Linked DNA regions of Zea mays: all the other regions are linked to region 3. Evidence: chromatin contacts called from public Hi-C data. All regions are on one chromosome and are shown on one strand. The core of a region is the stretch at or near the end of the contact, and the rest is flanking DNA. Distances in the headings are between cores, read along the strand shown.

Region 1 (3,577 bases), core at 420-2,919, 270 kb before region 3:
AAGACATTAACTTGGCAAGGAAATCAGGCCATCAATTTTACAGGTATGTCACCATACAGGTAACAAAAGCTAAAAAACGAAATGATATATCCCGCAAGAGAAACTAACCATCTGATCAGCTAGCATAAGTACTGTTTTAAGGGAAAACTTTCTGTTGCACTGGTTGAATACGTCTTCCAGACTTGGACCAAGAAGATCAATGACCATGACATTGTACTCCCCATCCACCCCAAACCATTTCAAATGAGGAATTCCAGCTGAAGTTTGGAAAACAAACAAACTAAATCAGTGAAAGCATATGAAACAAGCGACCTATGTCCCTGTATTAGTACTTACTTCCCCCTTGGAGAAGCATGTATAGTTTCGACTCATAATGAAGCTGAGGATGCCTTGATTTTACAGATTCCTGGTAAACATGAGATGGACAACAGTCAGGTAGCATGTCTTGAGGTTGAAAGGGGTACTACCAAGAGTAAGACTGAAATATCATACTGTCTCAAAAGGTAACAGTATCTCAAAAGGTAACAGTATATGTTCAGGCTAGAAAGCCATTACAAATAGAAAAATATAACCTAACATTCTCAGCACTTTTTTTTTGCTTCAGTCAATCCATGATCATGACATATATACAGGATAGAATGTAAAACTTTAAATTCTCTTATCATAGACCACAAGATATCAACATTCTGCAAGTGCTTTCTTCATATGCTCTGAAAATATGCCTTGTTACTTTCTTTAAAAAAAAAGGAACTGTTATACAGCCACACTAATGAAAGGTAACAGAACCATGATTGGAATTAGAACTGGATCCACAGGTCAATTCGCATGGACAACCAAGAAAAGGTTTTAAAATCTTGTTATTACTCATGTAAAAATATAGCTCGGGACCATGCCAGTCTTTTTTAAAGCAATTACATGCAGAACATCATCCATTTTCTGTCATCCCATAATCTACACACAAATTCTTCACGAAACCGTTGCTAGAATGGTAGACCATGATATGTTTGCATATGGAACAAACTCATGCCGAATGCCAGGCATATAACTCCACGACAGAGAAAAATGGTGCACGAACAGTATCAGATTATCTCATACCAACTTGATAGCCACCTCCTCGCCGCTCTGTATGTTGACGCCTGCAGCCAAAAACAAACATCAGCGCATCAGCAACAAATGCGGAACGACGAGCAAAACAAAACAGCGGCGCGTAGGAATCCGCAGAGACGCGTGAGAGATTCAATCAAGAACCCGGCGAGACGCTAACCGAGATAGAGCTCGCCGAAAGATCCGCTCCCGATCTTCTTCCCAAGCTTAAACTTCCCTCCGAACACGTGCTCCATTCCCGCGACCCCGCCAACAACCGCCCCGTAGATCGTCGCCCTCCGATGGAGAACGCTTACATTGCCAGTCCGCAGAAGATTCGAGCCGGAACGACCGGGAACAAGGGTTTCCCCGGATCTCTCAACACAAGGTAGATTCCGCGCTGCGAACCGCCACGTGCAACGGAGCAGTCAAGGCCGACCGGCGGACGGGCGGCGGCGGTGAGGCGGATCGAATTGGCGAGAGAACTCGGAGGTTTCGGGGCCTGGGGCGAGGGATTCGCGTCTCTGATTTCCGGGAGGATTTTAATTTTGGGTGGGTGAGATGGGGGGCGCTCGTAGAGAAAGTGTGGCCGGGTGGGACGCGGAATTCGTGGGAAACGGACGGGGGCTGGAGTGCTGGACAACGGATACCAGCGATAGGGGAGGCACGGCGATTCGTTCCCGTTTCGTTGTGCCTGCGGTACTGATCCGTGTCTGCTTCTGTGTTGCCTCTTGCCCCCTGGTCCTTTGTTGCGTCTGGTTTTCGTGCTTTCGCATGGTTCTTTCCTTACGCAGATACCCGTCTTTCCTCTTTCCTATATTCTTTGGTTATCACTAGAAACGTGCCCGTGCGATGCCACGGAATACAAATTGCGACCCTCCATGATACAGAGATTTGTTTGTTTAGGTTAAAAAATATTTAATCCCTTCAAAAAAAATTTACTCCACCGATTGTACTTCATTTTTCCTTGCATCGATGGTACAGAGATTTCTCTGCTGGTATTTCTTCCTCGCGGGGGTAACGCTGCAGTCCTTGCCCATGCGCTTGACTTGGGACTAAACTGGGAGGTCAAGAAATTCCAGGAACTGTCCTACCAATTACCAGTACGAAAAAATCACAGCAGCCACCCACTACCAATTCACCGTATGATCGGATAAATACACAGCAACCACCACCAATTCACGTACTACAGTGGGGGTAAATACACAGCAGCCACAACCAATTCACCGTATGGTTGGGGTGGAAAGATCGTGATGATTCCTGTTTCGGATTTCCTCACCGTTTTTTGTTGGGGTTTGCTACGTCCTACGACGGCGAAACAACCCACAAGTTTTAATTTGGCGACGTCGTACGGACCGTCGGTGGCTAGCATCCTGGATCCTGGTTCATCTGTCGTCTCCAGGGATTCGGCATGGAGGACGGCGTGTTCTGCGGCGTGTTCGACGGGCACGGCCGCTGCGGTCAGCTGGTCAGCAAGCTGGCGAGGGACCACCTCCCCTTCATGATCCTGAGCCAGCGGAACGCGCTGCTCCTGGGCTCCGACGACGACGGCGATGGCGACGGGGACGACCCGGCCTTCAACGACGCGTCGCCCACGGCGCCGTCGTCCACGGACGGCAGCCGCAGCAGGTGGTCGTCGCCGTCGTTGGCGCCGGCGCCGGCACAGATGCTGGAGGTGTGGCGGGAGGCCTACGCCAACGTGTTTGAGACCATGGACAGGGAGCTCGGGTCCAGGCCAGGGTGGACTGCAACTTCAGTGGCACCACGGCCGTGTGCGCCATCAAGCAGGGGGAGGACCTCGTCGTCGCCAACCTCGGTGACTCCAGGGCCGTGCTGGCGACCGTGTCGGAGACGGGCTACCTGAAGGTCGTGCAGCTCACCACCGACCAGAAGCCCAACGTGCCTCGTGAGTCCTCCTGATCCATCGCTGGATTGAACATGCGGGGGTGGATCCCTGTTGGACGACGGGCGCTAGGCACGAGCGAGGATCCCGCATGGTTGTTGGGCGGAGGCGGCTACATGCATGACGGGGATGGAGGCGGGGGCGGGAGCGAGGCTTGCGGGGGCGCGAGGATGGATGGAAGATGAGGCATGCGGGGGCGGATCCGTCGCTAGGCGCGAGCGAGGATGGCATCGCAATCGGACGGTGGGGATGGAGGCAGGGGCATGGTTGTGCCTAGTCTACACTATCGTCTTAAGGATTAGTAGAGATATAGGTAAACTTTGTTGTCCGATCCCAGCATGGTTTGGCCCATTGTCTACAGAACCCATGCCAGCCCGGCCCAATCATCAGATTATGCTTCAGCCTTAGGTACGTACGACGGGTTAGATTTGTTACATACCTGTCTTTTTTCTATTTTTATAAAAAATATATACTAATTATTAAGACTTCAAGAGTACAACCATTATTCTATGTTCTGAACATGTGACCTCTCAAGTAAAGGCCAAGAATAGCTACCGCTACACCGCATGTGTGTTTATGTCTCCATCTATG
Region 2 (3,278 bases), core at 400-2,899, 350 kb before region 3:
ATAGGTGTGTGCGTGTCACCGATGCCGATATGCCATCAGCCAGGGCCATGAAGCAACGACATGCGTGTACGATTGCTGTTCGTGGCAGCCGATCGAGGAGACGACGGCGGCGGCGCGCGCGAGGAGCTAGCTAGCGATGAAGGTGGTGGCAGCACAGCACACGTATTCTTTGTGTCGCAATCCATTAGGACAGAGCTGTTACTATGCCGAGGTCACATCACTTGTTCGGATGCAAATGCAAGTAGAGACGATGCACGAGGACGAGAAGCTAGCAGCAGCGCGCGGGAACTAAAATATTTTGCGAGCTACTAGAATCCGAGCCGGCTTTATGGGCGACAAATTAAAACAGTAGGCCGTCGTCGTCTTTGCGGCTAGGGCAACACGGATTCGCGCTAGCTAGCTAGCTAATTTTGCGTCTAGCTACGTGCCAATAGACAGGATCATATCCAGGTGGATCCATCGACCCATGCATGCATCGATCAGCGCTCTTCAATTTGTAAACCAAATCTATGTACGTAGGGGTGTTTTATTAATTATATATTGATATCGATCCCCCCGCGCGCAGGAGGAAACAACGTTGGTGTATACTCAAGTGCCTGCCAATTAATAATGTCTGGATTAAATGTTTGTCTCCATTATATAGTTATATATATATTTCCGAATTGAACGAAGTGGACGTTATACTTATTTATTTTTGTCCATCCCAGCAAGTGCATGTATCTTGGAAACAAAAGCTGCATGCATTGGTTTTTAGACAGGCAAGTATACTTCACTGTGACCAAGTTGCTGGATCAATACACACGTTATATATGACAACAGACAACTTGAGAAATATGTAGTGCCAATCATATGTGCACATATATATACATGGACCATCACTGTGGGGGATTGTATTCACGGGACGAAGGATCTTCTGCGGTGCCCCCGCCAGCGCCACTGTGGACGGCCGGCGTCTGGGAATTATTGCTGTCTTCCCGCAACTTGGTCCTATAGCGAAGCAATAATGTAATCTTTTGTTCGTCCAGATACATAGCATATGCTACCTGCAAGTGGTCAACTAAGCTATGAACCTATGATCGAGCAGTTTTCTTGTGACATCGTACAACTACTTCCTCTATATATGTTTTTTTTGGTGGGGGAGGGGGTCCATTGCGAATGAGCTAGCTAATGCATATACACATAAGATTTGGATCGGTGATCAGACATCGCAATTGCAGCTGTAACGACATTTACCGTGCTGCATGCGGTCATCTCGACATTTACACGATCTGTTAGCCTTACAGCTTGCAACGACTGCGTGCGCGCCATGGTTGACGAGTTGCGAATGAATGCACAGTGCACATAATAAGATCCTTTGTCTAGGAAAAAAAACCTTTCGCCTGGATTTGCACGGATCTTGCGTCCAGAAACGGCCTGCGACACTGCGCGGTTTCTCACAGGCCCAACGGGTGCGCAACTCACTTCTGCTTCGGCCCACGGACACGACGAATGGGCCAGCCCAGATGCCCGGTCCCCGCATCCCGCGAATCTCGGCCTTCTTCTTTCCCACGCACGACGCGCCAGACGCTTCCAGAGCTTTCCACACCATTCGCTCACGACCACGAGGCACGATCACACAGCACAAGCCTCACCCGGCGGAACACCTCTTCCGAGTTCCAACTCCCAACCGCAGCCTCAGCCTCAGCCTCACACGGTCGAAGCAGAACCCGTGAACACCTCAAACCTCACGGCTCACGCCACCGTCCTCCAGCCCCGTTCTCCGGCGATCCTGTCATTCCAGACGCGTCTCCGCCCCTCTCGGTCCACCACCCCGACGCCGCCACATGTCGACGCAGTCCATTTCGCCGGCCTCTGCGTCCGCGCAGTTCACCTACCCGGCGGCAGCGGCCCCGTCTTACTTCCCCGTGCCCTTCCACCTCCAGAACGCGCAATACACCGCATGGACCGCAGCCGCGCCGGCGGTGCCTGTGTACAACGCCATCTATCCCATGCCCCAAGTCCAGCAGGTATGCGCGAGCTGCACCTTACGATTAGAGTTTCGAGAGCTATGTTTTTGGTAATTCATTTGAGTGGCGAACGAAGTAAGGGTGATCCGTGATCGTGGATTAAACGATGGCCTAGCTATGGGGATGTCTCCACGGGTTGGGGAGAGGACAGCACCCTCTGCAGTTTTGTGTCCTTTTGATGTGGCCATTCTAAGTGAGGGCACGACTAATATACCGTACCAGGTGCAAGCACACAATCAGACATTTTGATCCGTTAGATCTAGATCCAACGGTATGTAGCACTTATACCCTTCCACCACCGCCTGGTATAGCTTTATAAAAAACCTAACAAACCACAATTGTAATACTCCTATCTTCTATCTTTTCCTCTTGGTTAGACACCTAGTACATAATAAGTACATGATAAAATCGTGTGATTAGTGATGGTCATGCCACTAAATATATTGACACTTTAGTTATATTATTATCCTACTTTTGATAGCGATTGATTCTGACAAAGATCCATCCCAATTCAGACATCTCATCTAGATGCAAAATGTTCGGTGGAAACTGAACAACTGATCCTAATTCAGATCCATGATGCCTTTACAAAACTATTTCTGCAAGATAACTTAGGTATGCAACAAGCAACCTGTGGGGTTAGTGCTAATTCTTTTCAAGAACCATTCACATCACATCTGAATGAAATGAGGGCTGCAGTATTGGTTTTACATACTGTCTCCACTCCAAGAGAAATAGCTATTGTCATGTGATATATTTTCCCTGCTGACACTTGACAAGTTAAAAGTGCAAGTTTTGATTCAATATAAGTGAATTATACCATTGCTTCATAAGATCTTACATGTTCTAAGTATCATTTTTTTATTCCTTTGTTTATGTTTATGCTGCAAGTATATTTGAAATATGGTTTATGCTGAAAATATTTAGTGACTTTATCTTCTATTGTTTCGTCTTCCAGGCCCAACAGTTGTTCCAAAAGGACTCGAAGATAATTACTCCTGAAGCTCTAGCTACTGTTAAGGCTGCTATTGCAAATAGTGAGAAAGACAAGAAGGTTGATGCAACAAAAAAGGCAGTGCCTCGAAAGGCAGCTGGGCAAAGTTGGGAGGACCCTACCTTGGCTGATTGGCCTGAAAGTAAGATATCTAATTCTCTATTATCTTTTTTCACAATGTTTTGCAAATGCTCCAATTCTGTGGGTATGGAGTCCTTAACATGGCAACGTTGTGGTATTTTAGCTCTTATTGCTCGTTGCCTTGCAGACAACAACCA
Region 3 (3,400 bases), core at 230-2,729:
ACATCACCGCTGCATGAGCAATGTATATATTGCAAACTTGTATGTATATGTAAGTGGGCCAAAAAATAGGAGTCTTTAGAGATAAAAGGTAATGTTTGGTTCATATATTTGTAACGTGGTGGATAATTGATAAGAGTAAATCATGTTTGTTTAAGTCTAATCGTAGCCAGATATCACATTAAGGACTTCTCTAGTTTATTCAAACTTATTACCACTGATATTCAAGTGTGAATCATTACCGTTACATTTTGTGAACCAAACAGCACAAAAAATAATTACCTCACAATGTATGAAGATCAAGTGGCCTTAGGGGTGATAAGAAATCCAAGTTTTACACTATAAAATTTAAAGATCACGGACTGACCTCTATTTCTATTTATTTTACAAATAAAATTAATTAAGAATTCAAACGAATCATAAAAAAATATTTGGATCATTATCCGTTACCACCCTTAGTGGCCTAGACCATGTATTATAATAGTATCCACATAATTTCTCAAGTTATAATAGCATATATCTAAATAATCTGCACAGCTCCTACATGAAGCGGACGAGCAGTGGCAAGCATCTCTGCCACCCAAGAAGACGACTTCCCATGTGTTGGTGCCGATCTGGGCATCAATCACTGTGAGGTGTACCGGCAGCGGTGCTCTCTGCGACAGCACGGACCCAGCGACCTGCGGCAGAAGCTGAGTCTTCTATGCACCGAGCCGAATGGTCCATATCTAGTGGCCAGCAGTCCGCATGTGCGCAGAGGTGGTGGCATTTACCAACAACACCTGGATCTAACCCTCGAGAGAGATTTCGTCAGAGAGGAGAGATCCTAGGGTTTGCCTTTAAATCGGTATGCCACGCAAGACGCCTCTAGACGATATAGAGTCGAAGAGAGGTGAAAAAAGCTACGTTCCTATCTACTCCCAGAGCAAAGATAAAGAAACGGAAGATATATTGATTTGATTCAATTGTTCATTTATTCAATCGATCATAATCTTCAAATATAAAAGGGGAGGTCTAAACCTGCTTCTAGGCGTCCTCTAACAACTTTTATGAGTTTAGAGAAATAAACATCTTGGAGTTAGAAGCTTAATCCGGCTAATCTGATTTAATCACGGAAGCGGCTCAAGGTGGACCGTCCAAACTTACCCAATGCTACAAACTATGCTCAACGCCAATCTTGTCTGACGCCGATGGTCCGTCCTTATCTGCACCTATGCGCTACGCTAGATGGCCAGGAAGAGGAGCAAGTCCCTAGCTAGCTGGTAGCACGGAGCGACTGCCGTGGGATCGAAAGAGAAAAAAGACAATTTTATTTCATATGGCCGGTCTTTAGTTTTTTCGCTTCCTATGGACTCCTTTCACAGTGCTATATATATAGACCACTTCTCTACCGCACTGTGCGTCTGTGCCTGCCGTAAAGCCTCGGTGCCTCCACTGTGTGTGTCCACTTCCCTGAAGCTCATACGCAGCCCACGGTTTATTATAGAGGACTCTCCGCCGGCACGGTCACTTGAACCAGTAGCCGAGTACAACGCCACACGCTCGTCACCAGGAGGCCGCCAACCGGCACCATGGGCGCGGGCAACAACAAGCGGGGACACCCTCTCCTGAGGGGTGGGAGCGCGAAGAGGGAGCGGTACACGCACGGCTTCTCGGCGTCCCAGATGGCCGCGCTCACCGCCCTCTGCGGCGCGCTGGTGCCGTCCCTGCCGCCGGCGGACCGCCGGAACGGTCACCACCACAACCCGCAGCCTGAGGAGGACGGCGGCAGCAGCAAGGTCGTGGAGGAGTTCCTCCTCGCGTCGGCCGCCGACCCGCCCGTGCCCGGCGAGGTGGCCGAGCTGATGTCGCGCAAGTGCCTCCCCGAGGCGCTGGCTCTGGTGCGCGCGGTGCTGTGGCTGCTGGGCACGCGGCTCGGCTCGCTGGCGCTGTGCGGGGCGCGGTGCCTGTCGTGGCGGTTCCCGTTCGTGCGCCGGTTCGACGAGCTGCCCCTGGAGCACCGGGAGGCCGCGCTCCGGCGGTGGAGCCGGCTGACCCTGCTCCCGCCGCTGCGCATGTTCTTCCTCATCACCAAGGTCTTCTGCCTCTACGTTTTCTACTCCTGGGTAAGCCTGCAACTTCCACACTCCAGTGGTCCGCCGGTGCCGCGGTAGAAAGTAACAGTCGCTTTCGCGTCGGTTAGCCTCTGCTATCCGTCCGCTAGCTAGCTGCACTGTGCACTGTAGTCAGGCTGTAGCAACGAGCACGGGACAGGGGGCCGACCTGGCCCACCGATCGATAGGGCTAAGGCATATGATTGTGTGCATGAGCGGCGACGCCCGTGGGCCGTGGCTGCACCTGCACGTCTTCCGTCCGCCATGACCACCATATGCTGTGAGTCTGCGACGCTGGCCGCGCTGCATCTGCATGTGCACGACAAAGGACCACAGACAGGTCTCCTCTGTCAGTCGGATCGTCGTGGTGTCTTCGTCGATAGACATTTGACCACGTCCGTATAATGTTGGCGACGAGGCGGATTATGCCGGGGCTGATCGGTAGCTGGGTATTTCCATACCTGTCTGTACTGTGCTTTGGTCGTTAGTTTCAGAGACTTCAACACCGTAGAAACTTAGGTAGATGCAGACACTGCTTCATAGCTATGAAGCAGATTTATTTATTTTTTTGGCTTTTTTGTCCTATATTGTAGGATGGATCTCGAAATATATGAAAGATTTCTCTGTAAGCCATACATACGACTTTTATCGAATACGACTTTCCATATAATTCTATAAGTAATCTATGAGATTGAGTATAGAATTCTGTTTACTCTCTTTTTCCCCTAGGACAGGAAATTCTGTATATATAGTACTTTTCTCGGAGATAGGTGGTGTTTAATGTGGCTCACCTTTATTAGTATCTTCTTTTACCCTGTAACTGCAAAATCTTGATAATGATAACATGGAAAGGAACACACTATAACCTCGTCTGAAGATGACTGGTAGTGAACGCAAGCTAGAAAGCAACAACGATATCAGCTAAGCAACGAACTATGACAAGGACGCATCACGCATAGGTTCATGTTCCATGCATGATGTTTTTTTATTTGAAGCTTTTTCTTTCTTTCCATGTTGCGTGCGTGTCCTTGCCCTGCAGACCGACGAGAACTCAAAGAATCCGCACTGGCGCGCGATCGGGTACAGCCCGCCCCCGGCGGACGACGAGCCGGCGCCGGCGGAATCAGAACGTCCCGAGAAGCGTCCCCTGGACGACGGCATCGTTGAGACGAACAAGGAGAACGACGCGTCCCTGCCCGCGTTGCTAGCCGAGAAGGGCCTCAGGGTGGCCGATGACGCGGCGCGGAACGTGTGCAGGGTCGAGTGCGACGTCGTCATCGTCGGGTCCGGCTGCGGCGGGGGCGTGGCGG

What was found. A called contact is a pair of places that touch in the nucleus more often than the background predicts.
Region 1: a contact with region 3 is called in a Hi-C map of bundle sheath, with 2.8 times the contacts expected there. The contact joins the promoter of LOC100279946 here to the promoter of LOC100281666 in region 3. A contact is called at or near these places in 8 of 25 Hi-C or Micro-C datasets (bundle sheath, ear, endosperm and 3 more).
Region 2: a Hi-C map of ear shows a contact between it and region 3, with 4 times the contacts expected there. The contact joins the promoter of LOC100217290 here to the promoter of LOC100281666 in region 3. A contact is called at or near these places in 3 of 25 Hi-C or Micro-C datasets (ear, endosperm and tassel).

What each region holds. Positions count from the first base shown.
Region 1 is chr4:147,309,155-147,312,731 of Zm-B73-REFERENCE-NAM-5.0, reverse strand. LOC100279946 (putative casein kinase family protein) reads right to left here and starts at 1,669. Exons shown (of 14, transcript NM_001152896.1): 1 at 1,265-1,669; 2 at 1,096-1,136; 3 at 337-406; 4 at 109-257. The coding sequence starts at 1,340. It also overlaps the pseudogene LOC109945829.
Region 2 is chr4:147,393,108-147,396,385 of Zm-B73-REFERENCE-NAM-5.0, reverse strand. It overlaps LOC100217290, which reads left to right and starts at 1,649. Exons shown (of 7, transcript NM_001143640.1): 1 at 1,649-2,006; 2 at 2,965-3,142; 3 at 3,245-3,278. The coding sequence starts at 1,824.
Region 3 is chr4:147,043,843-147,047,242 of Zm-B73-REFERENCE-NAM-5.0, reverse strand. It overlaps LOC100281666 (oxidoreductase), which reads left to right and starts at 1,479. Exons shown (of 2, transcript NM_001154586.2): 1 at 1,479-2,102; 2 at 3,130-3,400. The coding sequence starts at 1,569.